Regions from separate parts of the Mus musculus genome. Here all the other regions are linked to region 4. The links are chromatin contacts, called in public Hi-C and HiChIP or PLAC-seq maps. All regions are on one chromosome and are shown on one strand. Each heading gives the region's core, a stretch centred on a gene start, on an enhancer-like site or on the middle of the called end of the contact. The rest is flanking DNA. Distances are from core to core; before and after follow the strand shown. Region 1 overlaps Ntng1 (netrin G1). Region 2 overlaps Ntng1 (netrin G1). Region 3 overlaps Ntng1 (netrin G1). Region 4 holds the start of Ntng1 (netrin G1).

The links. Hi-C and Micro-C count contacts between places; a contact is called where the count stands out from the background. HiChIP or PLAC-seq counts read pairs in DNA pulled down with a chosen protein or histone mark.
Region 1: a Hi-C map of cerebellum shows a contact between it and region 4, with 1.8 times the contacts expected there. The contact joins the enhancer-like site here to the promoter of Ntng1 in region 4. A contact is called at or near these places in 1 of 39 promoter capture datasets (hippocampal neurons), 1 of 484 Hi-C or Micro-C datasets (cerebellum) and 3 of 9 other capture datasets (adipose tissue, liver and pancreatic islet).
Region 2: a Hi-C map of cerebral cortex shows a contact between it and region 4, with 1.7 times the contacts expected there. The contact joins the enhancer-like site here to the promoter of Ntng1 in region 4. A contact is called at or near these places in 1 of 39 promoter capture datasets (hippocampal neurons), 8 of 484 Hi-C or Micro-C datasets (brain, cerebellar granule neurons, cerebellum and 3 more), 2 of 115 datasets of contacts at active chromatin or transcription factors (neural progenitor cells and stem cell-derived neural progenitor cells) and 2 of 9 other capture datasets (liver and pancreatic islet).
Region 3: a contact with region 4 is called in an H3K4me3 HiChIP or PLAC-seq map of embryonic limb bud, with 2.3 times the contacts expected there. The contact joins the enhancer-like site here to the promoter of Ntng1 in region 4. A contact is called at or near these places in 4 of 39 promoter capture datasets (the 3T3-L1 cell line, cranial neural crest, hippocampal neurons and 1 more) and 1 of 115 datasets of contacts at active chromatin or transcription factors (embryonic limb bud).

What each region holds. Positions count from the first base shown.
Region 1 is chr3:109,993,992-109,996,932 of GRCm38.p6, forward strand. All of the region lies in intron 2 of Ntng1 (netrin G1), which reads right to left. Among named protein-coding and RNA genes, the nearest start is that of Gm25681, 130 kb to the left of the region's middle. Within about 2 kb of position 1,515, at least 29 of the 459 cell types and tissues checked have an H3K27ac peak or open chromatin away from gene starts, as enhancers often do. A contact at or near this core is called in cerebellum and hippocampal neurons, where this site is marked.
Region 2 is chr3:109,930,938-109,933,680 of GRCm38.p6, forward strand. All of the region lies in intron 3 of Ntng1 (netrin G1), which reads right to left. Among named protein-coding and RNA genes, the nearest start is that of Gm25681, 69 kb to the left of the region's middle. Within about 2 kb of position 1,479, at least 10 of the 459 cell types and tissues checked have an H3K27ac peak or open chromatin away from gene starts, as enhancers often do. A contact at or near this core is called in cerebellar granule neurons, cerebellum, cerebral cortex and 1 more, where this site is marked.
Region 3 is chr3:109,889,402-109,892,434 of GRCm38.p6, forward strand. The region is part of intron 3 of Ntng1 (netrin G1); the gene reads right to left. Among named protein-coding and RNA genes, the nearest start is that of Gm25681, 27 kb to the left of the region's middle. Within about 2 kb of position 1,365, at least 7 of the 459 cell types and tissues checked have an H3K27ac peak or open chromatin away from gene starts, as enhancers often do. A contact at or near this core is called in embryonic limb bud, where this site is marked.
Region 4 is chr3:110,142,151-110,145,171 of GRCm38.p6, forward strand. Ntng1 (netrin G1) reads right to left here and starts at 1,322. Exons shown (of 8, transcript NM_030699.2): 1 at 750-1,322.

The DNA of each region.
Region 1 (2,941 bases), core at 265-2,764, 150 kb before region 4:
GAACAGCCAGTGCTCCGAACCGCTGAACCATCTCACCAGCCAAAGACTTTTCATTCTTATAAGAATAAAGTCCCATTTTGCCTTCTAAGGAAGCTGAAGAGTTATTCCAGAAAAAAATGAAGGAGAAAGCAGGACATGAGAAAGTTAGGAAGTTATGAAATCAGCCCAGATGAATGGGAATGAGCAATGCCAGACTTATGTCTCAGCAGCTGGTTTAGCTCTAGGAAAACAGGACTGTTGGTCATATACCTAGATATACCTTCATTGGCATTCCTGATTCGTCAGTGAACTCTGCCTTGATTGGTAAGGATCGATGTACTATTTGTTGTTTATAATTCTACTTCAATGTGAATGGAAGAAGGAAGTCACCATAAAAAAAAAAAAAGGGATAACAATGGATTTTAACAGTGAGTAGACAAAACTTCAGATTATGTGAAACCACATGCCATTATCAGTAAGAACGGAAGGAAAGAAAGACAGCTGCTATTTAAAAGGTATAAATTTTATATGAAGTAGATATGGACAAAAAACTTACATGGCATGCTTTGAATCACTTAGAGGTTTTAGTAAACTAATCAATTTGACTTTGGTGATTTTGAGTGATTACAGTCAAGAAACTGGCAGTATAAATAATAAAATGTAATCTTAATATTCAATTCTACCATAACACCAAAGTTGACACTGTTACAGTGAACAGATTGGGGGGGGGGGCTACCACTTCATGGGACATATGGAAGGTATTAAATATTGTTACCAAAACAGTGTAAAAACTTAAATCACTTATTGATTTAAGTTCCTTAAGTATTATGGTAGGTATTTCTGACGTTCATTTCTTGTAAATAAGCGAACATATTGGGGTGTAGCACAATTTGACTTCTTAATTGGCAGCTGGATGTCTCTGCCCAGTTGCCCTAGGTCTCTCAGTCATACAACAAAGCATTACTGCCACCACGATCATTACAGAGAGGTCCCGAGATACATTCAGAAAACTATTCAACAATCCCAGCTAATGACTCCAGCTCCAGGAGGCACATGTTCAATTAGGACTATTTTAATTTTATTTTTTAAACTGGGAATCTAGATAACCCTGCAATCACTTTTATCTTCACCAGACCTTGGCGACATAGCAGAGGGACACTGTGGCTTGTGCTAAAGGAACTATGGTGTGACTGGGGAAACACAAACCTTCATTTGCATGTGAGAGCTCCCCTGGTCGGTACAAATGTCTCTTCTCTGGCTGTGTGAGCAGTCTGCTTCCTTACTTGGCCTGGAAGCTGGGAGACAATTTTCTGTGCTTTCTCCTGTAATATTGGAACATTAGGCCCAATTAAAGGCTTCTCCGGAGTTGGCTTTCCCTGCCTCTTTCTAGCAGAGCCTCCCAAGCTGAAAGAAGAAGCTGCAGAAACAGCGAAGTGGCAGTGGGGCCAGTAGCAGCAGGCAGTAGTGACAGTATGCCAAGATGAGGATGCTGCGGACAGGCTGGCTCTTTGGAAGCTGAAGAAGAGGTGAAGCTGAACAGATGGCAGACCACGCTGTGTAAGTGTCAGAATGGCTAAGTACACAGACAGCTGCAGAAGGGGTCAGGCTAAGAGAAAGTACAGAAACAATAAAAAAAAAAAAAAAAAAAAAAAACAGCAGTGGCTGCCTCTCACCAGCAGTAACTGTGACAGAGGCCGTAGCAACAAGAGGCAGCTGAACAGTTAAAGAAGTCAGAGCAGGAACAAGGGGAGGTGGGCAGGAGCAGAGAGAAGACAATGAGACGAGGCTGAAGAAGTACAGAAGGCTACAAAATGCCACTAGAGGAAAAACTACAGGTTCTGGCCTCAGGAGTTCCAGAGAGCAGCCAAATGTTGATACGCAAGGTGCTCAGACACCCCAGCTGAGAGCTGTAACAAGTCTCCACTACCAAGGGCTGATGATTCTGATTAGCTAGGACTTCCCAGTAAACTGGAATACCAGCGGCTGTCAAGGGCTAAGGAATCCTTTGACCCCAGGCCTGTATCAGTGTTATAACACTTAGAATTAAGGGTCTCTCCACCAAAGGCCTAAAAGCAAGCTGTATCACTAAAGGGGATGACCAGCAGCTGCTCACGCATGCATGCTGCTGCCCATCACCAGAGATCACGAAACGATGCCTCGAAGAGTCATGGAAGAGTTTGCCTACCCATGATCTGGGTAGAGCAAAGGACAAGGCATGGAGTCTTGAAAATGTAAGAATAACTGAGAAGCTGGTCAGCGGGGTGAAGAAAGGGAAAAGAAAATGTAGGGGCGTGAACGTTTTTCTGTAAGGAAATCACATTCACTGAAGTTTATCAAGCAAGAAATCAGAAAGCTACCAATACCATGAGTAGACCACCTAATACCACTAATGATCAAATAGTGGGGAAAGAAGAATTAGTTAAAATAGTAGCATGACTTTATCTTTTTTTTCCTCATGTTTCATAGCAGAGAGCCGGCAGATATATAAAAGTTCTAATGAAGAAAGCAAGGCAAATGCACACTAGGATGGAAACATCATAAAATCAAAGGCCCAAAATGATTAAGAGGTTGGCTCTGGGCAGTGAGAATGAACAAATGAAATGTCACTCAACCTTGGGTTTTCTTTCCTTGATCCCTTATACGGGTTTTAAAAGAGGTAATAGAACAATCAGAAAGGTAAAGATTTTGTTGTGAATCACTGCCTGTATGTAAATGAAGTAGAGGAAAACCAAGTAATCAACTCCCCCCCCCCACCCTGAGCCCCAAATCTTCCCTCTTCAAGTTTAGGAAAAAATAACAAGTGAACACAGACCCAGTATTCGCTGCACCTGTGAAAGACCAGGGAAAACCAAAACAGCAATAGCTTATCCTGCTTCTGTAACCACAAAGAGAAAACTGGAAAATAGTTCTTCAGCAAAGAGGCTAGTCTTTACCAGCTCAAGGGATCCTCAAGGAAATAACG
Region 2 (2,743 bases), core at 229-2,728, 210 kb before region 4:
CCTGTCTGTATGGGAAAAAAATGTTCAGAACAAACATGTTCTCTTCATTTCCCCTCTCACCTCTTCTTTGGGTACGTTTTATTTATGCACTGGACGAACTCTTGGCCATTAGAACCATCTTGCTTCAGCAGTTAATTAACACAAGTACCATAATTTAATACAGTTAATGCTACTTGATGCCCTTTAATGTACCTTCCATTAGTGATATTATTGTAGTATTACCCTGTAAATTAAAATGAGATCAAGACTAAGAGAGTGGCTCTTTAATTAAGGTCCTGGCGCAGCGAACTCCTCTATTATTCACTAGAGAAAATCACCCTGATTTACTGAAGCAGGACAGCCATAAGTCAGAATTAGCCCGTGAAGATTATTAGGTTTATTGAACAGTGTAAGTACTATGGCGTGGCTGAGATTGCCAGTAGCACTGCTGCTTCTTCTTCCTCCTCCTCCTCTATTATCTTAATAAATACTCAATGAGAAGAGGCAAAGGAAAACAGAAGAAGCATGTGGCAAGAGAGAAATGCATTTTATGATAATATCTTTATTTTTGTCATCAGCTCAATAGATACTGGATCTATCACATGGTAAGAAGAGCCTAAATGACCCATTAACCTAACGTTAGTCAAAACATTGCTTTTATGTGAAGTAACACTTGTCGATAAAAAAAAAAACCTACATATGCATATGTACATTATATATTTTCAACTATTTCCATTTCATAGTTTAATATGTTAAGGTATTTATATGTTGGTTTTTTTGAGACAGGGTTTCTCTGTGTAGCCCTGGCTGTCCTGGAACTCACTCTGTAGACCAGGCTGTCCTTGAACTCAGAAATCTGCCTGCCTCTGCCTCTCAAGTTCTGAGATTAAAGGCATGTGCCACCACTGCCCGGCAAAATGTGTAGCCCAGGCTGGCCTTGAACCTCTGCCTCCAGCAAATCCTACTGGGGTGTGCCACCACAATCTGTTACCTGTTTTGCAAACATTTATATCTGATCTCCATCCAAATTCTATACAATAATTTATATAAATTCCTACATAATGCTTGGATGGTATTGGAAATGAGCAAGCAGAAAAATATCATTATTATTCATGGATACAGACATGTAAAGACATAAGATTTTGTGATTGTGTGATCATGGGCTGATGATAAAGGCAAGGTATGGGAAAAATGACCTTGCTTATACTTTGGAAAATTTAGAACTTTGTCTTAGACATCATCTACTAGCAGACACACTTTGTATAGATGACCTGTTGTTTAAGGGAGAGATAACAAAGGGCATTAATCCTGAAATTTTCAAGGGAAAATAATCATGATGCCGGGAGGTCTCAAGAGCCACCGTTGCTCAGCTATCTGTTTAGTGATTCCATCATAAGCAAATATTTCTTACATAACTTGAAAGCTGGAGACACGCCGGAGCCATCAGGCCTTGCTTCTTTAGTCCCTCCCCCAGGACTAAAAATACTCCGGCCATCTGGTGCCTAGTGCGGTACATGCCAGCATCAGTTTGCCCCGAGGAATTTGGACAGAGGGTGGAGGTGACAGAGCAGCACCGTATGGAAGAGCCTCACCTCTACTGGACCTCTCTTTTTTGCCCAGCTGCTTCTCACAGGCTCACAGCTATCTGGTGAACAGGAGTGACAGTAGAGGTGAGACTCTGGGAAGGCAGCTTGATAGAATCTGGGTCCAGCTCAACTCTCACGGCCAAAGAAAAGCAGCTGGAGGTCATTGCTAAGGAGAGGCTTAAGAGAAAGGTGAGAAGTCTAGAGGGATTCAGCGTTCTTGGCGTGCCACCTTTAGGAGATGGCCTGTCTAACTCCAATGGAGCATGCATAAAGCTGTCCTTAGCTCGAAAACGTGTTTTACACTTTCTTTCAAAAGAATCAGAGAATAGAAAAATGAATTTCTAACAGCAAAAATAAGCTCTGACACCGGTTATTTCATAACTGTAAACCTCTGAAAGGTTGCCTTTCTGACAAGGCCAAATCAAAGTTTTGGGGGTATAGTGATCTCTAGAAACTCAACTATACATGAAAGAGTCTTCAAACTGCCAGAAACTGACCTAGCTGAATTTAATATAACAGAATCACATAAATCTCAGGCTATTAATTTTGAGCTTTATTCTTTTAGTCATTTTGAGTTATTTGTCATTTGATGTTGGTGTGCTATTGTTAAAAATACTAAACATTTTCATATAGCATATACAAAAAAGAATAAATAGGATCACATTTGAAATTGATAGTCTTTGACTAAGTTGTCTCTGAACTGTGACCAGACAGAGTCAAGTCTGAGAAGACAGCAACTCATTGCCCTGTCATAATCTCCTGCTAATCCATGCATACTTCTCTTAACACTAGGGGACCCAAGCTCAGTGTGGGTATCAATATAGCAGGGCATAAATCTCTCAAAAATATTAACTTGCTTTTAAGATATTGTCATCATCCATCACTGAGACCTTGGTTAAACGTTGACAGTAGGGTCCATAGCTAAAGACTTTTCACTGGCCACGAGGAACACAGCACAAATCAGAGGAGACAGCCACAAATTCATGTTATTTTTTTTTCCACAGTTAGCATCCTGAAACCCTAGATGCCTCTCTAAGTAAGGTTTACCATTGCTTCTTTTTTTCTCATTCTGACACTCAACAGCAACAAATGCCTAGTCATTAGCCTGTGGCAGGCAGACAACTCTCTGAAGGGCCAGAGTCTCAGCACCTCTAGTTGCTGAGGACTAGATAGACCTA
Region 3 (3,033 bases), core at 115-2,614, 250 kb before region 4:
ATACCATTAGAGATGGAGCTCCAACATGTTTCTTAACGCATCTGTTTCTTTTTTCTTTAGAAATTGACACACACCCTAGAAGTCTAACATTCACATGGATATCGAAGGCCTAAAATGGCCAAAGCAATGCTGCAAAAAGAGCAAAGACTGGAGACTAACACTCTGTCGCGCCATGACTCATAAAGCTGGATTAGTTAAAACAGTGTGATATTGGTGTAAAGATAGATTAGAGAACAGAAGTGTCCAGAAATACACACACACACACACACACACACACACACACACACACACACACACACACACACTTATGTATAAGTGATTTTTCGCAAATGCAAAGGCATTCCAGTAGATAAAGGGTACTTTTATTCCAACACTAACTGGGTCTAGAACAGTTGGTCACATAAAAATGGATTTCTATCTATAACATTTGAAAAAAAGATTTAAAAGTTGATCATACAATTAAATATGAACACCCAAAACTTATCAGAAGAAAACACAGATAACATTGAGTTGGAAAATACTTTGCAATTATAACAGTAATCTAATCAATTCACAAGAACAAATTTTGAAATTGAAATGATCTTTTCTTCAAAAGATTATGTTCCACACATGTGCTAAACACACTAACACACACACTCACACACACACACATGAAAATGGAAAAAAGAAAAGAAACCATGTTAACAGAAAAATAATGACAAATTATAGTCTGGAAAGAAGTACTTGCAAGACACATCGACAACAAAAATGTCTTCAGAGTACAAGTCTAAAGCACAAGAAGGCAATCTAAGCATGTAATCTGTTTATTTTTGTACATATAATATGTGTTGTGCATACTCATGCATGTTCATATGTGTGAGTTCACATGTGTATGGGGCTGCATGTGTGTGTGTGTGTGTGTGTGTGTGTGTCTGTATGTGGAGACCTGAGGATGCCATCAGGAATTTTTCTGTATTGTTCTCCCTCTTCTAGTGAGGCAGGGTCTCTCAGACTTTCCATTGTACTGGAGTAACAGGCAAGTCTTCCCTTCTGTACAACAATGAAGTGGGTTCAGGAGATCTAAAATCCAGTCTTCACACTTGCTTGGCAAAAGTTTTGGTCACGAAACACTCTCCCTAGCCCTAATTTATTTGAAAATAAAGAAAAATGATCATAAAAATTGTTAAAGATTTCATATATTACTTAATCAAGAAATTACATGGAAACCTGGAAAATGAGTCTCATTGCCATTAATCTTTTTTTTTTTTTTTTTTTTTTTTTTTTTTTTGAGACAAGGTTTTTCTGTGTAGTTTGGGATGTCTTAGAACTTTCCCTCTGCCTCCCGAGTACTGGGCTTAAAGGCATGCACCACCACTGCCTGGTGTCATTAATCATTTTTAAAGTGCTAATAAAAGTCACAGTGTGGGAGCAGCAAGATGGCTCAGTAGGAAAATACACTTACTGTGAAACCTGATGCCTTGAGTTCAATCCCTGAGCCCCAGATGCTGGAAAGGAATTAACTTTTGGAAATTATCCTTTGACCTCCACATTCATGCTGTGACATGTACCTGTATGTCCATGTATGTACTCACATGCACAAACACAAAAATATAAACAAAAACTTTAAAATGCATGTTGGTGGAAACATAGTTTATTATAGTTAGCTTAGTTGAGAATCTTGGCTAGTCTCCAGAATTTGTTGGTAAGCTCTTATTGCTAAAGCTGGAGATATAGTATGCTTGAGTCTTAGAACAAAGAAAAATCAAACTAGTACCAACCTAGAAACTTCATCCTAGCTTTCATAGTAGTGGTTGATGCTATGGGAGCTACCAGAGGGAAAAACAATAATAAATATTACCCAATGTTATTGGCTTTATATTTTCTTATCTGTTGGCTTTAACAAATACCACCAGCCTGCCAGGATTATGCTCACTGGTACAATAGTGTCGTGAATGGCCATGTGAGTAACCAACCGCTTTCTGGTGGGATGTATGGCTCTCTACAAAAGACTGAGCCCATTCTTGGCACTGTTATTGGATAAATCATGGATAGTGCCTATGTATGTGGCTAGATAGGTCAAAGCCCTAGGGGACAATCTAGTAGATTATCTATTAGCATTATTCTACTAACTAGATATAGTATTAAATCAAATCATAATGATTTATCACTATATCCATCGATTAGTTAATACATCTTTCAACCCTTATGAAAAATCTCTGAGATTAACACAGAGATCCATAACCGGTTAGGGTATAGAGAATAAAAGACGGTGAAATACTTATCCTTAAAAGGGACAGCTATATCACACCACCACCACCAAAGCTCGGGGATCATTGTACAAGATGGAGTAGAAAGATTGTAAGAGTCAGAGTATGTGGATGACCACAAGGAAATGGTATTTTCCAGACATAGTAGGGTAGTTGCACATGTAAATCTACAACATGTGACGACAAGCACAAGATCTGCTCAAGTTCAAGGTACATAAAGTACTAGAATTGGGGGGGGGGCAGGGGGAGGAGTTGTTCATCAGCCTAGCTGAGAAGCAAGTGCTATTGGCTACTGGTGGAGCTGTTGGCAACTGTTAGTTGATGTGAGAGTGAGAGACAGTTGTTTTGTTTTGTAATGGTGTCAACCGGTGGTAGGTCAGTCATGCTTCAATGGACAGCCCCCACACTCAGAAGTCCATGAGCAGCACACATCATACTCTGTAGTATTTTTGAAAGGGTATAAAAGGAGGACAAGAAACTGGAAGGAGTACGGAGGAGGGCTGTTAGACCGTGAAAGGCAGTTTGTGTTCTGGTCGAAGGAGGCTTACTCAGGAGACCCAGTAGAAAAATCTACAAGGGACCAAACCATAAACTGTGCTCCCAGAGTACAAGCGCCTGATACCTCATCAACTCCTCAACTCCATAATCCTGCGACTATCAGTCAAGTCGACAATGTTCCAAGCTCCTGGTATTCTGGCTACAGCCAGGTAAGCTCCTTCCCATAGCAAGGTAGCCCAGCCCACTATAAAAGGGGCTGCTTGGCCCCTCATCTCGCTCTTAAGTGCTT
Region 4 (3,021 bases), core at 72-2,571:
AAGCTCTCCACAGGGCGAGCAACAAGGCAAGTTTTTATTTATTTTTTCCCCAGATGAGAAAACTGGTAAAAGAAAATTTAAATTAAAAAAAAAAAGAAAGAAAAAAAGAAAAAGACAAAGCTTGTGCGATGCGTGTGGTCAGGTGTGTGTGGGAGACAGAGCGCTGCGCGTTGCGGGTGGGTGGATGGAGGCTCAGGATGCAACAGCCTGCGACCCGGTGCTGGGCGCAAGCCTGGGATGTAGTGTGGGTGTGAGCGGTGCGAGTTCTGGAGTGCGCACAGGCTCCGCTCTACCTCCTTAAGGCGCTTTCCAAAGTTCCTCGCCCACCCGGATCTCCCCTCCCGCCCTCGGTGGGCACCGGGGGTTGGCAGAGGGAGGGATAGAAGGAGGGAGGGAACTGATGGAGAAGAGCCACCCAGAAAGGCGCGGGTCGCTAGAGGAGAGGGGAGCCAGCTGCACTTACCCGGGCCCCCCGCTGGCCCTCCACGGGGCGGGAGGCCAGCCGTCGGCGCGGGGCGGCGCCCCTGCCCAGCTTGGTCCCGCGTGGGGCGGAGACCGCGGCTCCGGGGACCCACTGGCGGCGCACGGGGCGCGGGTGGAATGGGAACGCGGCGGGTGTGGACCTGAGCCGCTGCCACCGTAGCCCCGGGGTATCCCGCCCTGCAAGCACCCTGTTGGCGGCGGGAAGGAGGAGTCCACAACCCCAGACCCCATAGCACCCGGCGCCCGGAGTCCCCCGCCCGGGTTACCTTGGTCTCTTGCCCCTGGGGCAGCCTTGTCGCGCGTCGCCCCCTCTCGGAGCCGGGACCCTGACAGGGGGAATTCCTTCCCGTTGACGTCCTCTTCCAAAATGCAAAAGATCAGTGACTTTGACAGGTAGATGAGGGGGAGGGAGAGGGGTGGGCGGAGAGGAAGGGAGGATGAGAAAGGTGCCTCTCCCTCCAAAAATACAGTGGGATTAGGAACCAAATCGCCGCCTTCCGAGGTCTCGGCAACCTTCTCCGCTCGCAGCTTCCCCGCGCCGCCGCCGCCGCCGCCACCACTTCTCGCCTTAAACTTTTACTGTGGGTTTTTTTTCTCTCTCTCTCTCTCTCTCTTCTCTGTTTCTATTCCTTTCTTTTCTTTTAAGCTGCAGAACGATTTTCCCCCCCTGGATCCCAGGGGATCAGAACCAGCAGCCAGGCGGCTCTATCCCGCTTGGCACCGCTTTCATTTTATTTCAGATGAAGACGTTAGGTCTTTTTTTTTTTCTTTTTTGTCAGAAGCGACATAAATCAGGACAATTAGCCTTGGCGCCAAGAAGATCCTCTCGAAGCAATTTCGCCCCGGTTTTCTTCGCGCATTCCTCCACTCAAGTCAGAAATGTCACTGAACATAGCGTTGATGGCTGCGAGACGCGACGCACCCAAAGTCCGTTTGATGAAATATACATGGCCCCAAGATGCTTCGGGATTGCGGTTCGCCGCTACCCAGCCCCCGCCCGCGGCGCCCGGCCGGGACCCTGCTCCCAGCCCGCAGCCAGCTCTCGGCAAACTTAGGGGCGCGGACGAATTAGAGAGTGAGCGCCAGGGGCCCGCAAAGCGACGAGCGACGAAACAGCCCCAGGAAGCCGCAGCCCTCGGAGGGGTGGCGTGTTCTTCTCACTTAAAAAGCAGATCTTCTGCAACTGCCAGCGAGTGGAAGGATTGCAAAAAAACCTTACACTACCTCGAGACCTGGGCGCTCCGAGCGGTCCTAACTCCGTCCCGCTCGCTGCTTCTACTGCTGCTGCTCTGGCCACCACCGCTGCCACTGAGCAGGGACCTCCAGCTACTAGGACAAGACCACACACAGCCTTATCTTTGTTGATACTCAGAAGCACGGTTGCTACTGGCTCCCCCTTTACCCTCTACTTCTGCCCCCTCCCCTCTGCTCTTGCATTACCTCCCCGCACACAACGGAGCGCACCCTCTTCACCCTAACTGGGAGCAAGGTGGGTGGTATTTTTTAACTTGGAATTAGTTTGCAGAGCCAGAGCTTCGGACCTCCGTGGTGTGAAACCTATCCCACTTTAAAAAGTTGAAGTCCAAGTAGGAGCTCTGCATCAACTGCATCCTTGTTTTTCCCCATGACAGACAAAAGCCACCTGGCCCCAGGGCTTCCTTCTCCCATTAATACGTCTCAGACTCTCCTAAGATTCCCCCTAGCTACTTTCTAATGTGAACTGCAAACCAATCCGACTTACATAGGAAGGGAGAGATGTTAATTAGAAAAAGGACATTGTAATGAGGAAAAGACATAGGCATCTTAATGGCACTCCCCAACCTGGGATCTTCCTATACAGCAAAGAGAAGAAGCCATGTAAGGAGCTGTCTTGACTAACACCTGATTGTGATTGGATTTGACAGCAACCTGTCTCTGTGGTTCAAGGATTTGAGGGAGGAACTGACAAGATGCTTCTCAGGCTGGTGGGGGTAAGATGACAAGGGGCTCGTGTGTGTGTGTGTGTGTGTGTGTGTGTGTGTGTGTGTGTGTGTGTGTGTGTGTGTGTTAGGGACACTGGAGTAGAGGTGTTCACTCAGTGTAAAACAAAGGGTCAGAAATGGGTACCTGTGAGCATCGGGTCACTAGCTAAATACCCCAAAGTGAAGGCAAGCAACTAAAAGAGGCAGGGACATTTTCCAGCAATGGCTGGGATTGAGTGATGTTGGCAGAGAGGGTGTGCGGCCAGAAGGCTACTAAATTGAGGCCTGGAAAGGAAGAGGGATTCCAACCACCAGGACCTGTCCAACACCTTGGCCTTCCTTCAACACCTGAGAAGACAGGGAATGCTCCCAGTGTTCTTCCCAGGGCTGGAGCCTGAGTTTTCCCCTCTCCGTTCCTTTCTCTTTGTTCTTTGACCCTGAAATTTTAAGAATGGAATCTCACCCTTAGGGGATGAAGCTGCTGGCAAACCCGCAGCCATTGCTGGCTCTGCCTCTAGCTTGTCTCCTCCAAGATCAAAGCATATTGATACTGTGGAAATACTGTCCATTCTCCAAC